Regions from separate parts of the Zea mays genome. Here region 1 is linked to region 2. A link is a contact called in public Hi-C data. All regions are on one chromosome and are shown on one strand. Each heading gives the region's core, a stretch centred on a gene start, on an enhancer-like site or on the middle of the called end of the contact. The rest is flanking DNA. Distances are from core to core; before and after follow the strand shown. Region 1 holds the start of LOC100272284. Region 2 holds the start of LOC100273017.

The links. Hi-C and Micro-C count contacts between places; a contact is called where the count stands out from the background.
Region 1: a contact with region 2 is called in a Hi-C map of leaf, with 6 times the contacts expected there. The contact joins the promoter of LOC100272284 here to the promoter of LOC100273017 in region 2. A contact is called at or near these places in 2 of 25 Hi-C or Micro-C datasets (ear and leaf).

Annotation. Positions count from the first base shown.
Region 1 is chr2:176,287,357-176,292,460 of Zm-B73-REFERENCE-NAM-5.0, forward strand. It overlaps LOC100272284, which reads left to right and starts at 1,550. Exons shown (of 2, transcript NM_001146771.1): 1 at 1,550-1,895; 2 at 3,519-4,653. The coding sequence starts at 1,613. The coding sequence ends at 4,486.
Region 2 is chr2:175,683,450-175,688,873 of Zm-B73-REFERENCE-NAM-5.0, forward strand. LOC100273017 reads right to left here and starts at 3,163. Exons shown (of 12, transcript NM_001147467.1): 1 at 2,984-3,163; 2 at 2,502-2,564; 3 at 2,180-2,263; 4 at 898-1,005; 5 at 636-808. The coding sequence starts at 3,070.

The sequences.
Region 1 (5,104 bases), core at 300-2,799, 600 kb after region 2:
AACAACGTCGGCTCCGGATCCGTAAATCTATCGAGTATGTAAAACTACTGCAAAGAATTCTGTTGGAATGTTATCTCTGCACAATCTGCAGGGTCAAAGTAAGCCATCATCACTAATAAATGTTGTTTGGAAGTCGCCCTTAGCTAGACAGCAGATTTCGCCTTCTTATTCAAAACTGAATTGAATCATCTTCGGTTTCATGGCTCCCAAACTAGCTCTAGCTAGCTGTGTTGATCGGCCGGTTGGAGACGCAAACGTAGGGATTCTGAACAGGGAACTCTTGGAATGTCAAAAGGAGTCCTTTTGCTGGGCCACTGCAATAGCATCCGTACGTACGTGCCTTGGGAGGTGTCAATTTTTTCATACCGAATCATGCATGTTTATCCACAGGATAAAATGCATTGGTTACTAGCATAGTAGGGTTAAAGTGAGACCAAATTGCTTTTTTATTCAAAGTAGTATATACATGTTGATTGTCAGCAATTTTTTTTAATTGGACTATCAACATACTATAAACGATCATGTATATTGTCTATGCAAGAAATATTTATGCAGGGGCGGATGCAAAGGAAGGGGGGCTGCAGCCCCGCCCCATCGTGGGTTAAAAGCGTAGGAGTAGCTCTTCAAGCTAGCCTAGATGTTTCGTTCTACAACCCAAAACATGTTAGACAATCTATTTTTTACATCTTTACAATATGGATGACACAAAAATGATATATTAACAATCAGTTGTAAGTGACTAGTAATTTAGTATCATCCATATAGATGGTAAAAGATTAAATGTCTTCATTCGATACACACACATGCATCTAACAGGACAATCTATTTTTTACAACTTTACGAGATAGATGTCAAAAAATGATACATTAACAATCAGTTGTCAGTGACTGCTAATTTAGTATCATCTATATAGATGGTAAAAGATTAAATGTCTTCATTCGATACACGCGCACCATGACACTGGCCTCGTCTCAGTCTGTATCCTGTGTCTTAACCCTAGATGCCTGATGTCTAGCGCTCGCTCTACTCGTTAGTCGTTGGCTTGTTGTTGTCTGTCTGGTCGTTACCCTCTATCTCTTTCATGGCACGTCCACAGTCAACAGACATCCGCACCTACACTAGACTATAAGAGCTAATTTGGTGACAAGGGGATCCCGAAAGGATCGGAGGGGATTGAGGGGGAAATGAACTAATTTCCCCCTCAATCCCCTCCGATCCTCCCGGGATCCCGGATCACCAAATCAACCCTAAATGGGAAATTTACCATGTGACTGTCATTTTTAAACAAAGGTAACGAAATATTGTGAAGACATATTGATGGTCAAAGGTTCAAATAAAACTTGGCCAACAAGAATCTAAAACAACATATAATATAAGTGGAGGGAAAAATAAATACCATTATTCAGTTTCAGCCAGGGCCATTATGCTGTTGGAGTAGCACAGTACAGTGGAAACACAGCCCAACCCAACTGCCCAAGGCTTCCATTCCGTATATACAAATAAACCACCCACCGGTGTGTGCACTGCACCATCGCCTTTCTCTGCTCTTGTCTCCCCTCCATTTCCTCACGCGCCACCGGCAGCGCCAAGAGCCAGTCGTCGAGCTCTGCTCATGCTCATGCCGAGCGACCATCCGGAGCCGCCGGCCCTGGCGCCGTTGGATCTCGAAGCCCACCCGGCGCCGCCCCCGGCCAAGGGTGGCGGGGGCAAGATGCAAAGGCTGCTCAGGTCGGCCTTCAAGCGCGGGGAGGAGACGGACCAGCTGAGCCGGTCGGCTTCCGAGTCGTCGTCTTCGGCGGGGAGCATCGGCCGCACGCCGTCTGGAAGGCGGGCCGGCCGGCGCGGCGGCGACGTCGACGGCGACCGCTCCAGTCGCGAGAGTTTCGAGGCCCAAGGTGAGACGCTCGTGGTTGCTTGTTTTCAGCGGAATTTGCTCGGTTGATTGATCGCATCTGGATTCTCCCCCTTTTTTTCAGCGAAATTTACCGAGCCTTTTAGAAGGCGTATATACTAGATAAAGAAATTAAGCACGTGATGGGCGGCCTTTGTTCATTTCTGCTCTTCCTCTGATATATGTTCATTCGGCGGTCGCAGTTTTCGATCGTTCTCCGACAAATTGATAGGGATTGAAAAAGAAAAGAGAGAGTGCAATTTCGTTCTCATTCTCATAACCGAGTCTGAATCACCCGCATCTCAATTTAGAAAAAAAATATATAGGAGTTCAACTGTGAATCGCACAGATTGAAATACAACCTGTGTCTCGCGGCCATTGGGTTGTCATGGCCTTGTTTGGATGCTGATATTTCCAAGGCTCTTAAATAAACTTAACGATATGCCTTTCCGCAATCATAGATTGGTCACGTACTGTACTGGGATTATATAAATATTGTGGTATGTAACATCGTACTCCTCATTGGTAGTTCAGAAGAAACCAAATAAAGACAGCTAGGACCATCTTCTTGGAAGTTGCATGACCTTGTCAACCTTTCTTGCTACTAGAAGCAGTTTAATCATCCATTCAGAGAGAGAGAGAGAGGGCCTCAACATGTTGCAAATTTTACTGCCTACCGTACCACAGGAGAAAACTGAAACAAACTGTCGCTTCTAATGAAGCTCTTATTGCCCCGTGTGAAACAGTTTGGACATGACAAATACGTCCCTTTCCCTCGTGCTGCTTTCTCAGCTCGTAAAGTCTAACAAGCAGGTACTGGCCATTTATTCTGCCAGCCCTTTTAAGGTTCTAGCTCCTCGGGACCCATGAGTGACACCGAATTGGCGGCTTATAGTGCTTTGGCAGCAGTCCACATCCATTAGTCAGTCCCTTTCTTATGGGGGTCGCGCATATCCCATGAGAAGACAGTGGTGTTTATTTATGTGCTCCTATACTTGCCAGTAGTTATGATAAACAGATTGTCTTATGTTATTTTTTCCCCAAATCGCAGTATAAATGCAGAAACTTATGCACTTTCTAAAGCTTTTTTTAAAGCCAGTTTGGGGAATAGGAATGAGGAGATGATTATGTTGCTAACAACATGGTGGCAAGCTTCTTTCTCTGTGATCTGTGAATGAAAGAGGGCAAACTGGCTTTCGCATCTTTAGAGTTTTAAGTAGTAAATTGCAAGCGTGTTTTGAGGTCTGTGACATTGTGAACGTCGAAGAACCAAGTACCAAGACCACATCTGTTTTTCATGTGGTCAGCTTCTTGTGGTGTGGGTATATATTTTACTACCTGTTGATCCTGGATCCAAGGCTTGCTCCAGCGCTGCATTTTTCAATCTTTGTACAGTTTTCTATTTCCATCATGCATAAACCACGTAGCTATAGGTTGCAAATTGACTCCTACGATACAACAATATAATCTTGGGCATTGCCGCAAAGAGTTGAATACGCAGGATTCCAAAAAGAAACGCTACTGCCCGTACTGCAGTCTGAATTTTTTACATCTAAAAGTAAATTTTTTTTACAAGTGATTAATGAACAATTGCCCTGATCGATATGCTATGAGCCTATGATTTAAGGTTCTAAGAACGGCAAGCTGCTCTCTGCGCTGCGCGACGCCAAGATCGGCCACGCGTACGAGCCGTTCCCGTGGGAGAAGAAGATGAGGGAGCTGCTGCCGGTGCCGGAGGCGAGCAGCTTCCTCTCGCTGCTGCTGCTGCCCAAGGCGACGGACGGGTCCAACACGCGGTACAACGCGCTGGAGGACACCCTGGCGCGCGCGGACGCGTGGCTGCTGTCGTCGCAGGCCTCGGGCGTGCCCGTGGTGTTCATGAACGTGCAGACGGAGGCGCTGCTGACCAAGATCTCCGGCGAGACGGCGGTGTCGACCGTGAACATGGCGTCGCTGTCGGACCTGGCCGGCATGGCGAACGCGAGCCTGTACGGCTTCGAGGACTACCACGGCGTGGACATCGGCGTGGTGCGGGCCGTGCGGCTGTGGTACACGGCGGCGGCGGGCGAGGCGGCGCTGGAGCTGCGGCTGTGCCCGGGAGACACGCGGCTGGGGTTCGCCATCAGCCGCACCGAGGAAGGGTTCATCTACGTCTCGTCGGTGGCGGAGGAGGGCACGCCGGGCGTGGCGTCGGCGCGGTCGGGCCTGCTGGAGCTGCACCGCGCGGCGCGCGGGGCGTCCAAGCTGCTGGTCGTGTCCCGCGTCGGCGGCGAGAAGGTGCTGCCCTGGATGGTGTCCACCGCCGGGAACGTCAAGTGCTTCGACACCGTGTCGCTGAGCCAGAAGCTGTCGCTGCACCGCCACGCGCTCCGCCCCATCACGCTGCATTTCCTCATGTGGGACCGCGACCTGGCCGCGGCGCTGGCTAAGGATGCCGACGTCGAGAAGCCGCCACCTGTGGTCCTGCTTCCATCCGTGGCGGCGGCGGACGAGCTCGACGGCGACAGCAGCGGCGGGCCGGGGCTCGATGGCAAGGACTCGAGGGACTCGTCGTTCAGGTTCCAGAACATCGACCTCCCGGACAGCTGGTTGTGACTTGTGAATTGTGTAACCAACCATTTCCTTACCTTTTTCCCCCTTCTTTTTTTATGATAAGAAGTTGAAGCCTGTTCTTCTTTCTATGCTAAAAAGTTGAGAACGGTTAATTATGTAAGCATGATGGCAGTAATTAAAGGGGTATCATACCAAGGTGTGTTGTTAGCATCTCGTCATGCTTCGTTATGTCATCAAATGTGTTCCGGTCGCGAAAGCACCACAAGAAAGCACCAGCCGTTTGTTACTAATTCAGAATATATATACATCAAAAGCTTCAATCCATATTCAAATACAACCATCCAATGGAACCACCGCTACCATGATTTGGGTCCCATTTGGTACAGTTTTGCAAATATTGTGTGAGCTGTCTTTCGGTAAATGTTTAAAAAACAGATTTATGGGTAAACCCTTTTTTTCCTCTCACGAGAAGATAGAGTAAAATGAAGATAATAAGTAACTTATGTCAGCTTCACGTGATACCTATGGAGTCCATTAAAGCACAAAAACTGACACCTGTGTCCCAAACGTAGAAGCACGAGAACTAAAAAGGCCTACCCGTATGACGGTTAACACGATTAAAAAGCCTATCCATACGCTTCCAATCACAACTCACGAATA
Region 2 (5,424 bases), core at 1,913-4,412:
TTTGTGATGGTTAAAGTTATATGAACAGGCAAACAGAAGTTGCCTCCTGTTGGAGATAACTGATTCATTGCACAGGCTAACCCTAATGGGTAGCTATATATTGATGTACATGGGCCACATGGGCCTATACTCTAACACCTCCTTTGCCTTTCTCAATTCATCGGACTGATGATCATGGGTATATAAGTATAATTTTCTGAATCTAAATGACATACTGTACATGTTGGTCGGCCTCTCTATAGCCCAAACTCTTAAAATGGAATATCATGATGCAGCCTTAATGAACAACTGTTGGAGCTTTAGTAATTGCTTTTAAATGAACAGATAAAACTATAGAATCTGTTTATGCTTGCTTGGTCACTCAAAAACTATATTTCATTTTAGCAAAAGATGATCAATAATAGCATCAGTGAAGACTTCCAATATAACTTGGATAAAACAAGGTTTTATGTACATTGTTTCTACTTGAGAAAGTTGGTAACCAAAACACCATGTAACATGGAGCCACAGTAGAAAAAAGTACCAAGAACCTATGGAACTAAAAATTCAAATTGTATAAGCAAATACCCAATTTCATTCTAGTTATAAAAATATAAAAATTGTTAAAAAGGCATATAAGTGAAATAGGTACCCACGAGATAAGTTCTTTTGTCGTTAGTTTAGTAAGGTTGTAACCCTTATGAGTACTTGGGTCATTTTCCTTATAATCTTGGACATAAAGGAAGAATTTCCCAGCTCTTCGCTTCTCAAACAATCCCATCAGGGGAGACTTGAGAGCTTCCATGTCAGTAGAAGGAACCTTGTGGATCTGGAGCCCAAGAAAATAGATAAATGTGCTTAAAACGGTAAAAATGTTCATAAAAATGGAGTTTGTATGAATGAAGAAGGGGATTGAACCTTTCCCTTGTTGAAAACATAGCTTCCATCCACAGCTTTGAAGGACATGTACTTGGTGACACCAGTATGAATGAGCACACGAACCAAGGTACCATTTGCCATCATAAACTGGTCAAAATGGTAACTGTATTACATTATATGTCAGAATGTGGTTTCATAAAGCAATCTGGTAAGATATTCAGCCCAACCAACACTGCTCATGTTTTTGGACAAAACAGGCAGGAGCCCTATCATTCAACTAAGAAATAAAAGAGAGTCTACGAGAACCAGGAGAGCAGGTGCCAACCACTGCTCATTTTCGTAATACATCTTTTGTTTGACCTTTCATGACCTGAATTAATAAACTTAAAATAATAACTCTTTTAGTGTTATGTTTTAAGTGTTGGCAACGACTAATATGCAAGTAGTCATTAGGTGCAAGCGTGCAAGAAGAAATCTTGGTCCGTTAAATTTAGATCCAACTATGTGTCATATTTAGCACTTAAACCGTTCCACCATCACCTCGTCTAGCTTTATAAAAAAAACTAACAAACCAAGATTGCATTTGCAGTTGGATCTAAATCTAACGGACCAAAATACATGCTTCCACTCTTGCACTTAATGGTTGCTTGCATATTAGTCGTTGCCTTAAGTGATTAAGGTCCTATTTGGAACCCCTATAGCTAATAGTTAGCCAGCTAATAAATTATTAGTTGGACTGAACCAGCTAATAAACTAATTGTTAGCTGTGAGTTAGCTAACAATTAGATAAAATATTAGCCAGGGATGTTTGGAACCTCTACAACTAATTTTAGTAATTAACTATTAGCTGTAGAGATTCCAAACAGGGCATAATAAACTACAATTAATCATGTGAGTTGAAGCCACATTGAAACACGTCCAAGTGTAGCATGTTCTGGTTAAATACATAATTACATATATGGAAGTGCATCACAGATCCCACAGTTACACATATAACTATGATAGAAGTTCCAAGTTTATAGCCAATCTCAAGAAGCATTACTGCATGTCATCATTGCAATTGGGTCCTAGATATCTCAGTCCAATATACTATATACTCTCTCCGTTCCAAAATATAGTTCTTTATCCTCTTTTTTCTGTCAACATTCAAATGAATGATGATGAATATAGACATGTATACAAACTACGTTCATAAGTAAATTAATGAATATATATTTAGTCTAAAACGAATTATATTTTGGTACAGATAATAAAATAATGAAAGTAGATTTCCTGAAGAAATCAAAAAACAAAAAAAGTACTAAAATGGAAAAGACCAGACCTTTGGAACCATATCAACGTTGTAGTCTCTGCTAGCTCCTATGTGCGCAGGCGGTGTTTCTTCACCCTTGAACCGTTTCCAGAGCTGCAAATAGCAGTTTAATTTACAGCATAGTTTAGGACATCATTACGAACAGCAGGTAGAATCCAAAGAGCGCCTCATAAACAAGATAGACAAAAAAACCATGTGCATTGTTTATCATCAGGAACTTGCTATATATACAGGCGAGTCTCATGGATCGCCATTACCCACAACCTCAGAGAAATGAGGGGCGAGGCACTCCAAAATATCGCCAACAGACATATCAGCCTTGCATTGTCACCTGATTGAGATTGAGCGATGTGGAGTCTCCGCCGTAGTAGTCATTCCTGTCCATGTGCAACACCTGATGACATGCATGCAGAATTACGAATTAATGCGTTCGTCAGGACACCGTGATAATTACAATGCCCGCAAATATTGCCAGCTGCGTCACATGTATGTTTACCAGATCAATCAATACTATGATGATGACCGAACTGTTTATGAGTAAGAAAGACATAGTTTATTTTGGCGGTGTTAGTGTCTTGTCCCGGTAAATTGGTGACGAGGAAAGGCCGAAAATGATTCATTATTGTCACCTCGCCTTTTGTTTTTATTCATTAAGAGAGCTTGCATTTCAATGAAGTTTTCGATCCCGGCCAGTTTTAAAAAAAATCATACGGAAAATGGATAACCACCAGGGCGCGATCTTATTAGAAGTGGCCGACGACGGAGGGAGAGAGAGGAGGGGATCGATGGAGGCGTCGTAGTAGCGTAACGTACCTTGAGGCGGTCCACAGAGAGGAGGCCGCTGAGGATGCACTCCTTGAGCCCGGTGCCCAGCACGATCACGTCGTACTCCACATCCATGGCGCGCGCGCGGGCGGCGTCGCCCTCGCCCGGTCGAGAGATCGAGAAACGATGGAGGGAGGAAAGTGTGGATCTCCAACGGCTCGAGTCACGGTCGCCCAAAGAGGTCTGGACGTCTGGTTGCCGAGCGGGCTGCGGGCCGGCAGAGGAGGCCGCACGGACCACGGAGTGGGAGGGATGAAATGGAAAAAGGAAACCGACGGCACTGCGCGTCGCGGTCGCGGCTATTCGTCGTCTATGCTATGCTAGCGCAAGAAAAATCGCAAAACGCTTGACTTGGCCGAACGCGGTGCCTTCCTTAGAGCATCTCCAATAATGCCTCAAACTAATGCCTCAAATCGAAATATAGGGCTCTACACAGGAAAAACCACTCCAACAGTGCCTCAATTAAACAAATTTTGTCAAAAAACTATAGGGCACCATCTCAAGTGCCTCAAATATACTACACCGTAGTGGGCTGCCCTATAATCTAGATTTAAGGCTTTACTGTTGGAGCAGAGTGTTTTGTTGGTGCCCTAAATTCTATAAAATTTACTTATTTTTAAATTATAAGGCATTTTTATAGGTCACGTTGTTGGAGATGCTCTTAGCTTGCCCTCGAAGCAGTGCCGGTCCTGACATTTTGGAGGCGCAGGACAAGACTTATAAAAGAGGCCCTTTATAATAATTATAATTATATATATATCTCTACTATACTTATTAAGTTAGCAATAGTAGCCTGCCTTTTTGTGTTCTGCCATTCTGCGATCTCAGTCGTCCATTCTACCGTTCTACAATCTCAGCCGTCCAATCCCGCACACCAGTTTTCCGAGCCGTCCAATCCCGCACACCAGTTTTCCGCGCGCAGAAAAAAAAATCAAACCGTGGTTGCCTAGGGATCGAACCTTGGATCTATTGAGCAGAATGCCTAGCATTCACCCTCTAGCCAACATAACTCATGTTGAATTGTGTACAACTTCAACTAAAACGTCTTTTGTGTTTAACCCACCGTCCACTCTGTATGCTCACTGAGTCTAGAAAAACATTTAAAGCTTGGCCCCTGATCTTTCTAGAATTTGGGACGTAGTCCAGGAAATAAAGAAAAAAAGGGAAAATGAGTTTAGAAATTGATTTTTATTTTAAAAATAATTGCAGAAACCCATTTAATTCATGAAAATTTCATATTAAATCCAAATGGGTTCATTCCAATTTCTATAATATTATTTTTCTCTACTACTTGTTAAGTTAGCAATAGTAGCCTGCCTTTTTGTGTTCTGTCATTCTGCGATCTCAGCCGTCCATTCTACCGTTCTACAATCTCAGTCGTCCAATCCCGCACACCAGTTTTCCGCGTGCAGAAAAAAAATCAAACCGTGGCTGCCTAGGGATCGAACCTTGGATCTATTGAGCAGAATGCCTAGCCTTCCACCCTCTAGCCAACATGACTCATGTTGAATTGTGTACAACTTCAACTAAAACGTCTTTTGTGTTTAACCCACCGTCCACTCTGTATGCTCACTGAGTCTAGAAAAACATTTATAGCTTGGCCCCTGATCTTTCTGGAATTTGGGACGCAGTCCAGGAAATAAAGAAAATAGGGAAAATGAGTTTAGAAATTGATTTTTAGTTTAAAAATAATTGCAGAAACCCATTTAATTCATGAAAATTTCATATTAAATCTAAATGAGTTCATTCCAATTTCTATAATTCTATAATATTATTTTTATCACATAATACCTCTGTTTTGTCGTGAAAACAACAATAAAATTGATTTCCTAATTAATCATATATCAAATACATAGAAACTTTGGAAATTCGTAACTTCCCCATTTTAATTCCAAATTGAATCGTTCCAGTTGTGTTAGTCTCGTATGAATATTTACCACGCAGTAACAACATTGATTATACCATGTTTCATACTTTTATAATTAGATATTTATTTATCCTATGTTAATTGGGTTAATCTATGTCTATTGGATTAATTTATTTAATATATTAATATAGTATTCTAACTTTGTGGTTATACGATGTTTGACCATTAGTCTTGCAAACACACACTTACCTTTTTGTTTAAGCAAAAGCGTATGGTGGTACGTGTCCGATGACTAACGATGTACGAGAGAATTTCTTCCGGTATGTATGAAACGTGCTCTCTAATGAGACCATACAAATCGTGATATATATCAAAGTCTGCATGATACTGATGGTTGCAATGTAGTGGTGAAACAGATAGATTATAAATAACAAAATTTATGTATGGCCAGAATCACAAATTGATTATGAAACATTTTCTCATAACGGTATAACACATATTTTGTATATAAGTTATCGTAGTATACTGGTATTATATATTCCCGTTGCAACGCACGAGCATT